Regions from separate parts of the Anas platyrhynchos genome. Here all the other regions are linked to region 1. The links are chromatin contacts, called in public Hi-C maps. All regions are on one chromosome and are shown on one strand. The core of a region is the stretch at or near the end of the contact, and the rest is flanking DNA. Distances in the headings are between cores, read along the strand shown. Region 1 overlaps NPHS2 (NPHS2 stomatin family member, podocin). Region 2 holds the start of ABL2 (ABL proto-oncogene 2, non-receptor tyrosine kinase). Region 3 holds the start of SOAT1 (sterol O-acyltransferase 1).

The links. Hi-C and Micro-C count contacts between places; a contact is called where the count stands out from the background.
Region 2: a Hi-C map of subcutaneous adipose tissue shows a contact between it and region 1, with 2.6 times the contacts expected there. The contact joins the promoter of ABL2 here to the enhancer-like site in region 1. A contact is called at or near these places in 2 of 8 Hi-C or Micro-C datasets (F1 follicle and subcutaneous adipose tissue).
Region 3: a Hi-C map of subcutaneous adipose tissue shows a contact between it and region 1, with 2.3 times the contacts expected there. The contact joins the promoter of SOAT1 here to the enhancer-like site in region 1. A contact is called at or near these places in 4 of 8 Hi-C or Micro-C datasets (liver, skeletal muscle and subcutaneous adipose tissue).

Annotation. Positions count from the first base shown.
Region 1 is chr8:18,733,742-18,737,164 of IASCAAS_PekinDuck_T2T, forward strand. It overlaps NPHS2 (NPHS2 stomatin family member, podocin), which reads left to right. Exons shown (of 10, transcript XR_011810974.1): 9 at 2,989-3,142. It overlaps AXDND1 (axonemal dynein light chain domain containing 1), which reads right to left. Exons shown (of 23, transcript XM_072041758.1): 23 at 2,669-2,786. The coding sequence ends at 2,686. Among named protein-coding and RNA genes, the nearest start is that of NPHS2, 8.3 kb to the left of the region's middle. Within about 2 kb of position 1,255, at least 3 of the 8 cell types and tissues checked have an H3K27ac peak or open chromatin away from gene starts, as enhancers often do. A contact at or near this core is called in F1 follicle and subcutaneous adipose tissue, where this site is marked.
Region 2 is chr8:18,803,008-18,806,682 of IASCAAS_PekinDuck_T2T, forward strand. It overlaps ABL2 (ABL proto-oncogene 2, non-receptor tyrosine kinase), which reads left to right and starts at 1,386. Exons shown (of 12, transcript XM_027462933.3): 1 at 1,386-1,827. The coding sequence starts at 1,659. All of the region lies in intron 1 of SOAT1 (sterol O-acyltransferase 1), which reads right to left.
Region 3 is chr8:18,828,538-18,832,308 of IASCAAS_PekinDuck_T2T, forward strand. SOAT1 (sterol O-acyltransferase 1) reads right to left here and starts at 2,137. Exons shown (of 16, transcript XM_072041763.1): 1 at 2,019-2,137. The region is part of intron 1 of ABL2 (ABL proto-oncogene 2, non-receptor tyrosine kinase); the gene reads left to right.

The DNA of each region.
Region 1 (3,423 bases), core at 5-2,504:
GCTCAAGCTGCCCCACAGGAGGGACTTATCAGAGGCATTGGTTTCCTGTGGTTCTGTCCTTACAGTCAGACTCTTTGGGATTTCCCTTCTGCACTGTTGGCTTTCTTTTTTAAAGAAAAGCAAGTCCTACAGCTGGGTGGTAAAACAAGCCAAGGCAGAAGTGCTTGCACAGGGGCACGTTCCTCCTTATAGCCCATCTCCGTGTGCTGTGTCCAGGGAAGTTGGGAGCGCTCGGGTGGTACAGAAGGGATCCTTTTTCCCTCCGTCTGAACGGGTGATGGGGTGACAACGCCAGAGAGGCAGGGGTGGAAGCCCGACAACTGGGGGAACGGGAAAGGACTTAACACACGGGGAATTTGGAAGGTGCTGCCAGCCTGGCTCTCCTGCAAGGGACAAGAGAGAAGGGTCCTGTCCGTGGCGTACTCTTGGATATAGGATTTCACATCAGCACCTGTGCACATATACATACACACACGGGCAACCAAGGTGTTTAGTTAGCTCTAGTACCAAAAAAGGAGGAAAAGAAGGAAAGGGCAGCATTTATAGTTTGGCACTTTTCAGCTGTGCAGAGGGAAGGCAGGCTGTGCTGCTGCTTGCTTCCACTGGGTGGCGAGGCAGGACAAGATCTGAACTTGTGGGCATCTGCTTCCAGTAGGACTGTCTGAAAATATGAGGTGATCCATTTAGCCAACTACCACCGGGCTGAGAAGTGGGAATCCAGCACGAAGCCAGCAGAGAGCCTTGAGAACAGCAATACTCAACAAACAAACAAACAAACAAAAACCAAACAGTGATACTTTTGCCCACTGCAGCAATCTTGCTAAACTCTACATGCAGGAAGTCCTCAAAATTCTTATAAAATCTGCCCAAAGCTATTTGAAATAGCCAGGGACCTACACATACTGTAAGCCTTTCCCTTGAAGGATATGGGGTTGAAAGAAATACCATGCACTTCGTTATCGCCAAGACAGAAGGCATTTTGTGGCCCTTAATCGCCCACCCAGCAGTTTCTCATCACACGTGCCTAGCAGGGGTAGCCCAGCCAGTCTGTCACTCTTGTATTTTCACTCATTTTTTCCAGTCTCTCTGCCTGCTGGTAAGACACACACTTGGCACCTACCATTTGTAATATTTCTGTTAAATGCAGCTGTGTCCCACGGATGGCCAGCAGGTACTGGCTTAACACTTCTGCAAGGGACAAGGAGCCCACTTCCACTATGTACCACCTAATTCTGTATTTTATCAGCCCTTTCATCTCCCTAGAGTCCCCTTCTCAGCACACAGTGTTCCCGTAATTCTCACCACACAAATATTTGCTGGCCTTCTTACAACAAGGACACTCAGCAAACCAGCCCCTTTCCAAGTGGAAGGGGAAAAAACCCTCATCCTTAAACTCAGTGATCACACAGCATCTGACCTTCAGGTGTCACCTCCCATCCAGTTCATTCTGCCACTGGAACCCTCTCAGGATGCTGTTTGTTGTCTGCAATAGATCTCAGTTGTGATCCAGCCATGGAAAGCTAGCTCTGGGAAACGGAACAGCTCTGTAACCTTCCACTGATGAACATGAGCTGTGTATTCACTTCTCTAAGGCTGGTTCTGTTTTTTAATTTTGATGCTAGGGTAAGCCCCTCTGTTCCAGCTTAGAGCAAAATGGTGTGATACTGCTCATAGCAGCAGACAATCCTTTCTCCAAACACTTCTCAGGCTACATTTCTAACTCCCTGTAAAATAATCCACCCAGACCAAGGTTCCTTGGCAATCAAGGACCATCACCTGCAAGTAATGTCTGAAAAGAACAACAGAGCCTGAGGATTAAGACTTTCAGAGACACATGGCGCCGTGCCAGGGCCCACATCTCTCTATTTGCACTCCTATCTGCAGAAGTCAGGCATATTTTTTTCAAACATGTAACTTTTCTGAAAAGTTGCAGAAAAGGCAGATGAAAGCTAAGAGCATCCTCAGTTCCAAAGAACCCTTGTTCCAGCAGGATCTTTTCTCTTTGACGTACACAGAGCTGGCAGAAACTTGTCGTTTTACCTTCAGGAGGTATTACATTCAAAAACCTTGCAGAAGGAAACATCATTTAAAAATGTGCTTCAGTATTACTGATATATGATGGTTTCAAAATAGAATTTACTCGGGGGGAGTTGGCAGGGGCTGTCTGGAGCAGATGCAATTCCTGACAGTTTCACTGCCTGCTCTTCAGAGCTGAGACTGGGTCAATCTGCAGTCGTGCCAAATCCAGGCAGCTGCTGCTGTCCTTGCAGAGCTTTATAACCACACAGACTGTCCTGGGCTGGGAACTGACAGAAGCAGCAGCCCTGGGCAACCGCCTCGCTGGGCAGTTTGGCTTGCTCAGGCTGTAGGGGTACTGCATATGAGGAGCCAGGGGACTCAGATGCCAAGCACAGAAATCACAGGGAGATAGAGCGTGTGTTTTAAATGCCATCTCAGTACAATGAGAGGGTGAACAAGCTGTAAATGCGTTAGAGTTGTGGAAGGAAGTAGTGAATAAGCAAGATAGGTGTGGAAGTGGTAGAGCCAGCTAGAAAAATGGCATACACGCTGAGATGGCACAGAGAGGGGAGTAGCAGATAAGGAGCAAAGGCACTGGACTGGGAACGAGATGCTATTACGAATGGACACTAAGAAACTAAGAAACTACTCAGGCATTGCTGTTCTTTAATGGTTGCTTTTTCTGGATCCCTTGGACTGTCCAGAGGCAGAAGCTTTGGGACTTGAGCAGGCCTCACCTTCTGACACGCTTTCTTGGAAGCATTTTTCTGAAAGAAAAAATGAAAAAAAAAATACACAACACAAACCAAAGCCATTAAAATGCAGAGTAATATTGTGCCCAAGGTATTACATTTTCAACAAACCAATTAATCTCTCCTACTTTGATGTCAGAGAGGATGCAATGAAGGACTAAGGGAAGAAGTTTTAATTCCCACTTTTTCTCCTTCTCCACGTTTTATATCTGAGCAGATCCAGCTGAGAAAGGAGGCAAGGACATGCATTCATCCCCAACAAACCTGCCACCTAAGGAAATCACTGCCACATCACATGGGCAGGACCAGTACATGAGCAGTGTTCAAAGAACTGGAGACAGCAAGGGTATCCTGTGCTACAATCACAAAAGGTATGTGAGTGTGAAGGGACCTGGAACTTTCTTTTCTACCCAAAACCTAGTGGTCCTAAGCAGATCTTTTTGACTGTAATAGGGAATGCTTACTTACAAGGAAGATGAAGCCAATTACAGTGGTTTCCTATATCTAGAGTAGATACAGACCCTGTGTCATATGTCAAAATCAAACCAAATGACTTTCAAAACCAGATGGATTTCAGCAGTTCTTTCTGCCTCAATCTGGAATTATGGTAAAAGCCTCCTTGCTTGGCCTCTGCCAATGAGTCTAGACAAAA
Region 2 (3,675 bases), core at 136-2,635, 69 kb after region 1:
TTATTAGCAAGCTTCTCTCTAATTCCTGATCTCCCCCGTGCTCTTAGTCCATGAGTGCAATAAGTGAAGGCACTTCTGGCTCACAGGCTCCTTGCTCCTGTTCACCCTAGCCCATGTCAGAGAGCACACAAGCCCAGCTGGGTGAGCCACCCCTATTTCAAGGCAGAATTGTCATTGCAGCTGGGTGCATTTCGAGTGCATGTGAGAGGATGGATAGAATTTTGGTAGTGCCTGGGAAGGTAGAACGTGACTTCAGAAGTGTCAATGGAAATTTCATATGTGAAAGCTGACTTCCATGGAGGAGCTTCTCCTCGCCATCCTAGTCTAGGACAGCCACACGAAGGTTGGTCTAGGTGTGGGTTGCTGGGGCTCCAACAAGCCAATGTGACACTGCTCTTGGTGATGTGGAGAGGGAATCTGAGACTAACAGCACTGCAGCTCATCCCCAAAGAGGCAAACATGGCCAATATATCGCTGAACTAGTAGCTAGCTTGGAGACCAAAATACCACCAAGAACATAGGTCTTCTAAACTGCAACAAGCACCACGATCTCTCAGGATGAAACCTCCTTCCTTCTGCTTTGAATTGGGAAGCCTTATGCTAGGAGTAGAGAAGCTGGAAGAAGAGAGCTTAATTGCACGCCAATTAGCGACGGTGTGTGCTCAGCCACCTGATGGCAAGATGCTGCTGCCAGCCACGCCTGTCCAGCGACACGCCTGATGTTACTCACACCGCTGGGCCTTCCTGGTCCTCCCTGCCCTCAGCACGGGGAGGACGAGGAGGAGGAGGAGGAGGAGGAGGAGTAGGGCAGGTGACATGCCGCAGCCCAGGGAGTTCACCTGGGGCCTGATGAGCAGCGGAAGAGGAGGCACACGTGGTGCGGGCAGTGCACAGGAGCGGGAACATGGTGCATGCACGAGGAGGGCCTGGTGGTTGGGTCAGCCATCCCGACCCGCGTGCTGGGGCCACGAGGAGGGCGTGAGTTTGCCTTTTGGGACCAGACCGCATGGCAAAGCAATCCCATGTTTAATCCACCTGCTTGAGCATGTGGGCTATGGCCCAGGTAGGGGCCCAGCTTTAGCCTTGTTCTGAGACTGTGGGGTCACAGCCACCAGCGGGATATCGCCTGGGGACACGGCGACACCGACACAAACACCAAAGCTCAGGCTGCGACAGACACAGCCCGGCATCACCACAATGGGGCTGGGCAGCACCAGGACGCGGCTGAGCCCCCTCCTGGCAGGGCAAACACAGCGGGGCCTCGTCCCTGAGCGCTGCAAGGCGTGAAGGAGCCCGCTGCGGTGCGACATATCGCGATATGGCACGGCCCCGAAAACTGAACAAACACTCCGAAGGGACAGGACCCAACGCCTGGCGGAGCACAACACGCCCCGCCTGAGCCGCGAGCTCCCCATCGCCGCTCCCCTTTTCCTCCCCCGCGCCACCCATCGCGACCGCTGTCGCGACGGGCGGGGGCGGGCTCCCCGGGAGGACCGGAGGCGGCCGCGGGAGCCGCTCTGCCCGCTCCGCCGCCGCTCTGTGGTTTAAGATGGCGGCGGGGGCCGGGGGGGCGAGGCCGTGAGCGCCGGGCCGGGCCGGGCCGGGCCGCGCCGGGCCGGGTTCGGGGGGCGGCATGTGAGCGGGGCGGCAGCGCGGCCATGGGGCAGCAGGTGGGCCGCCTCGGGGAGCCGCCCGCCGGCCTCCAGCAGCAGCAGCAGCAGCAGCCGCGGGCACCGCGAGGGAGCAGCGCGGGCAGGCCGGCGGGCCGCCGGCGGGAGGCGGCCGGGCGCACGGCGGAGGGCGGCTTCAACGTCTTCGCCCAGCACGGTGAGTGCGGGGAAGGGGGCTCCGGGGGCTCCGGGGGTGGCGCTGGGCAGGGCACGGCAGCCCCGCCGCGCTGCTGCCACGTCCCGGGGGATGCTCGGCTCGGCCTGGCAGCGGGCTCGGGGCCGGGGGAGCTTCCCCGGGGCTTGGGGGAGGCCCGGGCTCGCCCCCGGGAACGGGAGCTTGCAGCGCCCTGTAGCTGTCACCGCCGGGGTGCCGAGCTCGGGGTGTGTTTACAAGGAGAAATGTGAAGCATATTTACAAGGGTAAACGTTACATGTGCTTGCAAGAGTTTACCGAGGAACTTAAAACGTGCCCTGCCAGGTCTGTAACTCGCTGTTGGTGCTATAGAGCCTGAAACGGGAAAGGATTTGGTTTTGATTGAGGTATTACAGCTGCCCTCCGCTTTGCAGCTGAAGTTTATGCCTATCCGCTTCTATCTTATCGCTGTAAACTGATACCAGAAATGGGCAATGCAACATGAACCATTTGTAACCGCTCACAGAAGGTGCCTGCGACTTCTAATCCCCAACGTTTTGTATCTATTTTACTATCATCGTCTCTGTGGCAGCTCCTTAATAAAACACAAAGATCTTGGGAAGGTATGATGAACCGAAACCTGTCTGCCTCAGCAAGAAGATTGAGGCTAGGATTGTGGATGCATCTGCAATACTGAAGAACTGAATCTGCTATGGAGAGCATCCCTGGTTTGGCTGGTTGTAGGTGGAGGGAGGTGTCAGTGTTTGTAGACGACTGCTTCTGACAAGACATTTTCTTTTGCCCACTAGAATAAGCATAGGCAAAAAGATTAAGGAACATCCAACCAGCAGCCTAAATGTAAATATCATCTGCTGTGACTGCTGACATGTAAGTATCTATCAAAACAGGAGTGCAGCACTAAATCTGGTTCTTAAATTCTCAGTGTTATCACAGCTTTTGAGTTCAGGGAGCAGTATCAGCTCGGAAACCAAAACAGAACTCTGTGCTTGCCGAAATGCCCAACCCACTCTTGCCACTATTAAAGCTAGGGATTACTTTTTCATTGCGTCTTTCAACCATAGTATCATCAACTTTTTACATGTTTTAGATCGTCATCGTATTGTATATTAAAGGCACTTGGGGCGAAACATTTGTCTAAAAGAGAATATTGTAAATTCATGATGTTAGAGAGCAGATCTCAGAAGCTACGCACTTATCCTGGTTGTTTCAGTTTGCTGTAATCTATGTCTTCAGCAGCAGAACAAAATTGCTGTGTAGACTGCTAAGCATGACTTAGCAGGCAAAAGTACTGCTGATGAGAGTCTGTCTTTAGTGTTTTGGTACCCAGCTGACTACTTTGTTCTTGTTCTTACAAGGCAAGTGTATTATGAGAAACAGCAAGGACATTTGTGGGAAGTATGGGTCAGCATGTAGGGCCTTACAGTTGCATCAGAGTAACACAGCTAGGGTTTTCTTTACTCAAGTGCATCTTTTCATTTATTGCTGCATGTTTTAGTAGTAATTTAGAGCAGCATCCTCAACATGTCCTTCTAGCTCCTCCCTCTGTGTTACTAAATTTTAAAGGCAGAAGGTAGGGAGAATTAGTTACTTGTAGTGGCAGGGAAATTGAAAGAAAAAGCTTTCTTAAGCAGGCAGGCGCACGAACCAGACAAATTAATGTGTTCTGCCAACCCTTCTGCTCTGTCTTCCATAGAACTAGAAACAAGAATAAGCTTGGAAAGCAAATAGGCTCTGAATAAAACTGTTCAGTGACATATAAAAAGAGCGTTTCTCTATTGTAAGAGTGATGATAACTTTTAAAGCAATTTCTCTACTACTTATATTGCCTAGACTATTGTTTCAGTGGTAAGG
Region 3 (3,771 bases), core at 887-3,386, 96 kb after region 1:
TACGGTAGCCTTGTTTCTGAAAAACTTGATCCTGTTCCAATCATGTCAGCAAAATAGGAAACCCACTCGCTGCTGTGTTATCAATTTTGTTTCCTCGTTAAGGCAGAAAGCCTCCCACTAACAAGCTGGTTGAAATTCTTACAGTCTAGTGTGTAAGGTGATGTACATTTGGAGGATTCGGTGGGAAATGCCAGTTACACCAGGAGCCACCGGTTGTTACGTGACAGCCTATTTCCTACACTCCGAGTTGACCAATGCCTATTCTTTGGTAGTCTTTGAAGCTAGCACATAAAATAAGTCTTTGTGTAAAGTAATAGTGTGGATATTTATACGGATATTTAGTTTGAAAACCCCAAGTGGAAATAGAGTAAAAGATGTGGTATGTACAGGGGTCTTGGTGACCTTATATTAAAGTGTCCCTTTGTATTAAATATATATGTACACACACACCCACACAGTATTGTTTTTGGTGTAAAATAATATATCAAATTGACACTGTATGTAATAATCAGCATTTACCCTATAACCCTTTCTTTGTCTCTCTTCCTTCTATTGAAAAACCAGTCACTTTGGGCTGCTGCCAGCAGTCCCAGATCCTTTCCAGGGCTGTATTGCTCTTTGCACGTTCTTTTGTTTGATGAAGAAACATTGACAGTGGGTTCATAAATTCAAAATGGAGCAAGGGTTTGTGTTGTTTTTTTTTTTTGGTTTTTTTTTTTGAAGCTGCTTGAACTATACACTTCAAAGTAGTGTAGTCAGCAAGATTTCCTTGTACTTAACTTTTCCCCATTGCTGGAAAAAAAATAGAGAAATACTTCAAAAGGGATGATTTAAGTGGTACAGGAAGGGTAACCACTCTCAGGAAACAGCTTTGAAGGGCACCACAGGGAATAGTCTGAAGAGCTGTTCTGCCTGAAAGGTTGCTTCTTCCACCGAGGAAGCTGAGTGTACCAGGACGAAGAGCCTGGCTCGTCCATTGACAGCCAAGGGAATAGGAACAGGAAGCTTGTCGTGGTGGATGCAAATGTCAAGGTAACGGCCTACAGGGTAGAATAACTGTCTAGGAAATCAATTGTAGAAGAAATAGCGCTCGTCCAGAGGTTAGGAAGAAGCCTGAATTTACTCTGCCTGGGTGCACATGACAGGACCTTACAAACATCCAGGCACTGTGCAGGGACACCCCTGTCCTTCCCACGCCACTGGTGGCACCAGCTGATGGCCATCGGGAGCTCTTTAACAGGCCTGACAGTCACAGGGCACCAACACTCAGCGAGGGGGGCTAAAAGTAACACATTCAATGCACTGGTTTGCAAGCTACCTTTTTCATTTAGCTCAGCTTTCCCCTAATCCTTCATTGTTCCAGAGATATTGGTTACTCATCTGATATACTTTAACTAACAAGCAAATTGTTTGTTCCCTTGCTTAATTATTACAGCTAATACTAATTGACATTTGCTGATGCTATTGCAGACCCACCTGGACAGTCTGTTTGTAGCAAAGCTCATCTCCATTTTTCTCAGGCTATGCTGCCTTGCCCTACAAATTCTGCCTATTCTTTGTGTATCAACAGATACACTAAGACTGCTTGAAATACCAGTGTGACTGAAGGCATCCAGAGCACATAAAAGAGAGTAGAAAACAAACTGCAAGAGAAAAACAAATGGGGAAAAAGATAGCCTAGAGACTCCTAAGTAAACCTGAGTATTGGATAGCATGCTGCAAGGTTCACCAAGCCTCATTTTGGAGAAGGAGGAAAGGTCACCCAGTTGTCTGAACTTCTGGAAGATAATGGCATGTTCCTGTCCGAAGGTACTTCCTTTGGCTATGTTTTTCCACTTGCATTAGGTGATGGTGGAGGCACAAAATTCTTGGTACAGGCCACACAGGGAGAAGTAACTCCTTGTCACCACAGCACATCTGTGGGTTTTTGTTTTTGTTTTTTTTTTGGAATGCCTTTTCTCATTCACAGCCTTGCACAACACAAACGCTTATAACAAACCCGGTTGCTCATTTCTTACCTTTAGTCAAAGCTCTGTCCTCCTCACGTGCTGCGGCTGCCTTTCTCACGTAGCAGTGGAGTCTGCAGATTTAGAGATGCTGGTGGGCTGCAACAGCCTCTCTCCCCCTCCCAGAGGCCAAACCACTTGCTTCCCCTTCCCTGCTCCCTTTTATACCCCTCTGCAGCCCACCAGCCTCCCAGGTGTGAGACTACCATGGTGAGTGCTTGTTCTTTAACCCTTCCCCCTCCACATGTTAGGAGGAACCTGGCCTGCTGCAAACCATACAAATGTAGCTAGAAAACCAAGTCTTTTAAAGAATTCATCAAAGAGAGCTTAGGTTTTTGAAAGGTAATTGATAGCGTCCTTTCACAGAGCTGACCTGAACACTATTAAATCATTAAATGTGCAGCTCAGCCTGGGCATACTGTACAGCTCTTGCTTTCGGTTTCTTTCTGAAATCCTAAAATATGTAACAGTTTACTCTTTCATTGCTCATACAGCTCCTAGACTTATATTTTCATTCATGTTGTTTCCTGTTGATTCATAAATAATGGCATTTATGTGGAGTGGAAAAATGAATCAATCTGGGCGGTCCCCGTAATGGGTGATCTGTTTTGTAATTTGTGCAAAGGAACTTCTCCAAGGAAACGATTTATTTTATTCCAAACACTTTGTTGCCTAACTCTTAGCGGCACAATATTCTGTCTATAGCTCATCTCAAAAGCGTTTCAACTCGCAGCCCGGTCCCCACATCCTTTGTTTGTTCAGCGTTTCGTGGGAAGCTCCACCCTTACTTCCAGCTGGTAACCCAGTAACCCGCAGCTCGATTTCCCTAGTTTTTCCTCACCCGCTCGGCAGTGCTTGCTTTTCCATTGGCCACCAGCGCTGCGAGCAGTGATCGCCTGCACGTGGTGGCGTTTGTGCGGGCAGTCCAGGACTTCTCGTGTCAGCCTTCTGCCTGCTGTGAGGCACAGCATGATCGTGGGGACCGTCCTGTTCCAGTCTAGCAGCTATGGCAAAGAGAGCAAGCTGCTCTGCTGCCTTGGCGATGAAGCCTCTGAGCCCGGTGTGTCGAGTTTCACAGGTAGGACACGTAGGGATGTTACACTGTGCCATCCCTTTCCTGCAGTACTCGGCAAGCTTAAAGGAGGACGTGGGGCCTTTCAAGTCTTTGTCTTGTAGTACAAGACTGGGTGCAGGCAGGACTGAGGTTGCCTGCTTTTATCCAGGTTTGAGGATTATTTAAAATGCTCTGCTTTTATGAGCAGTTACAGAGTCAGTGTTTCAGAACAAAAAAAGACTACCAGCACCTGATGTGGTTCTGAAGTTGAAGATTTAGCATTTAAAAGACTTGCCCTGCACTTGAGCTGAAGAGATTGGTAACAGTAGCCTCGGTGGCAGAGGGTGGGAGGCAAAACGCCTCTTACGTGTTGGCTGAATAGGAAAAGCATTCGTGTCTGGAGAGAAGCAATTTGTATTGTGGGAATACAGAAAAGGAAGGAGGTGGGTGAAGCATAACATCCTTGCTTGATCATGCATTTCTTACTTTGCGCTAAATGATGATGTAAGTTTCCAATTGTCTAGGAAATGAAAGTGGTCACGTATGATTTATGGTTAGGCTTCCAAAGGAGCTGGTACAGAACAGGACTTCCCAGCTCATTTCCTCACTGGGTGTGAATAGAGCTCACAGACTCTTTGGTTTGAAGGGCATCATTTGTGATACGCTTCGCTTATCGTGGTTTCCTCATTGAGGTCTATGCGATTATCACAT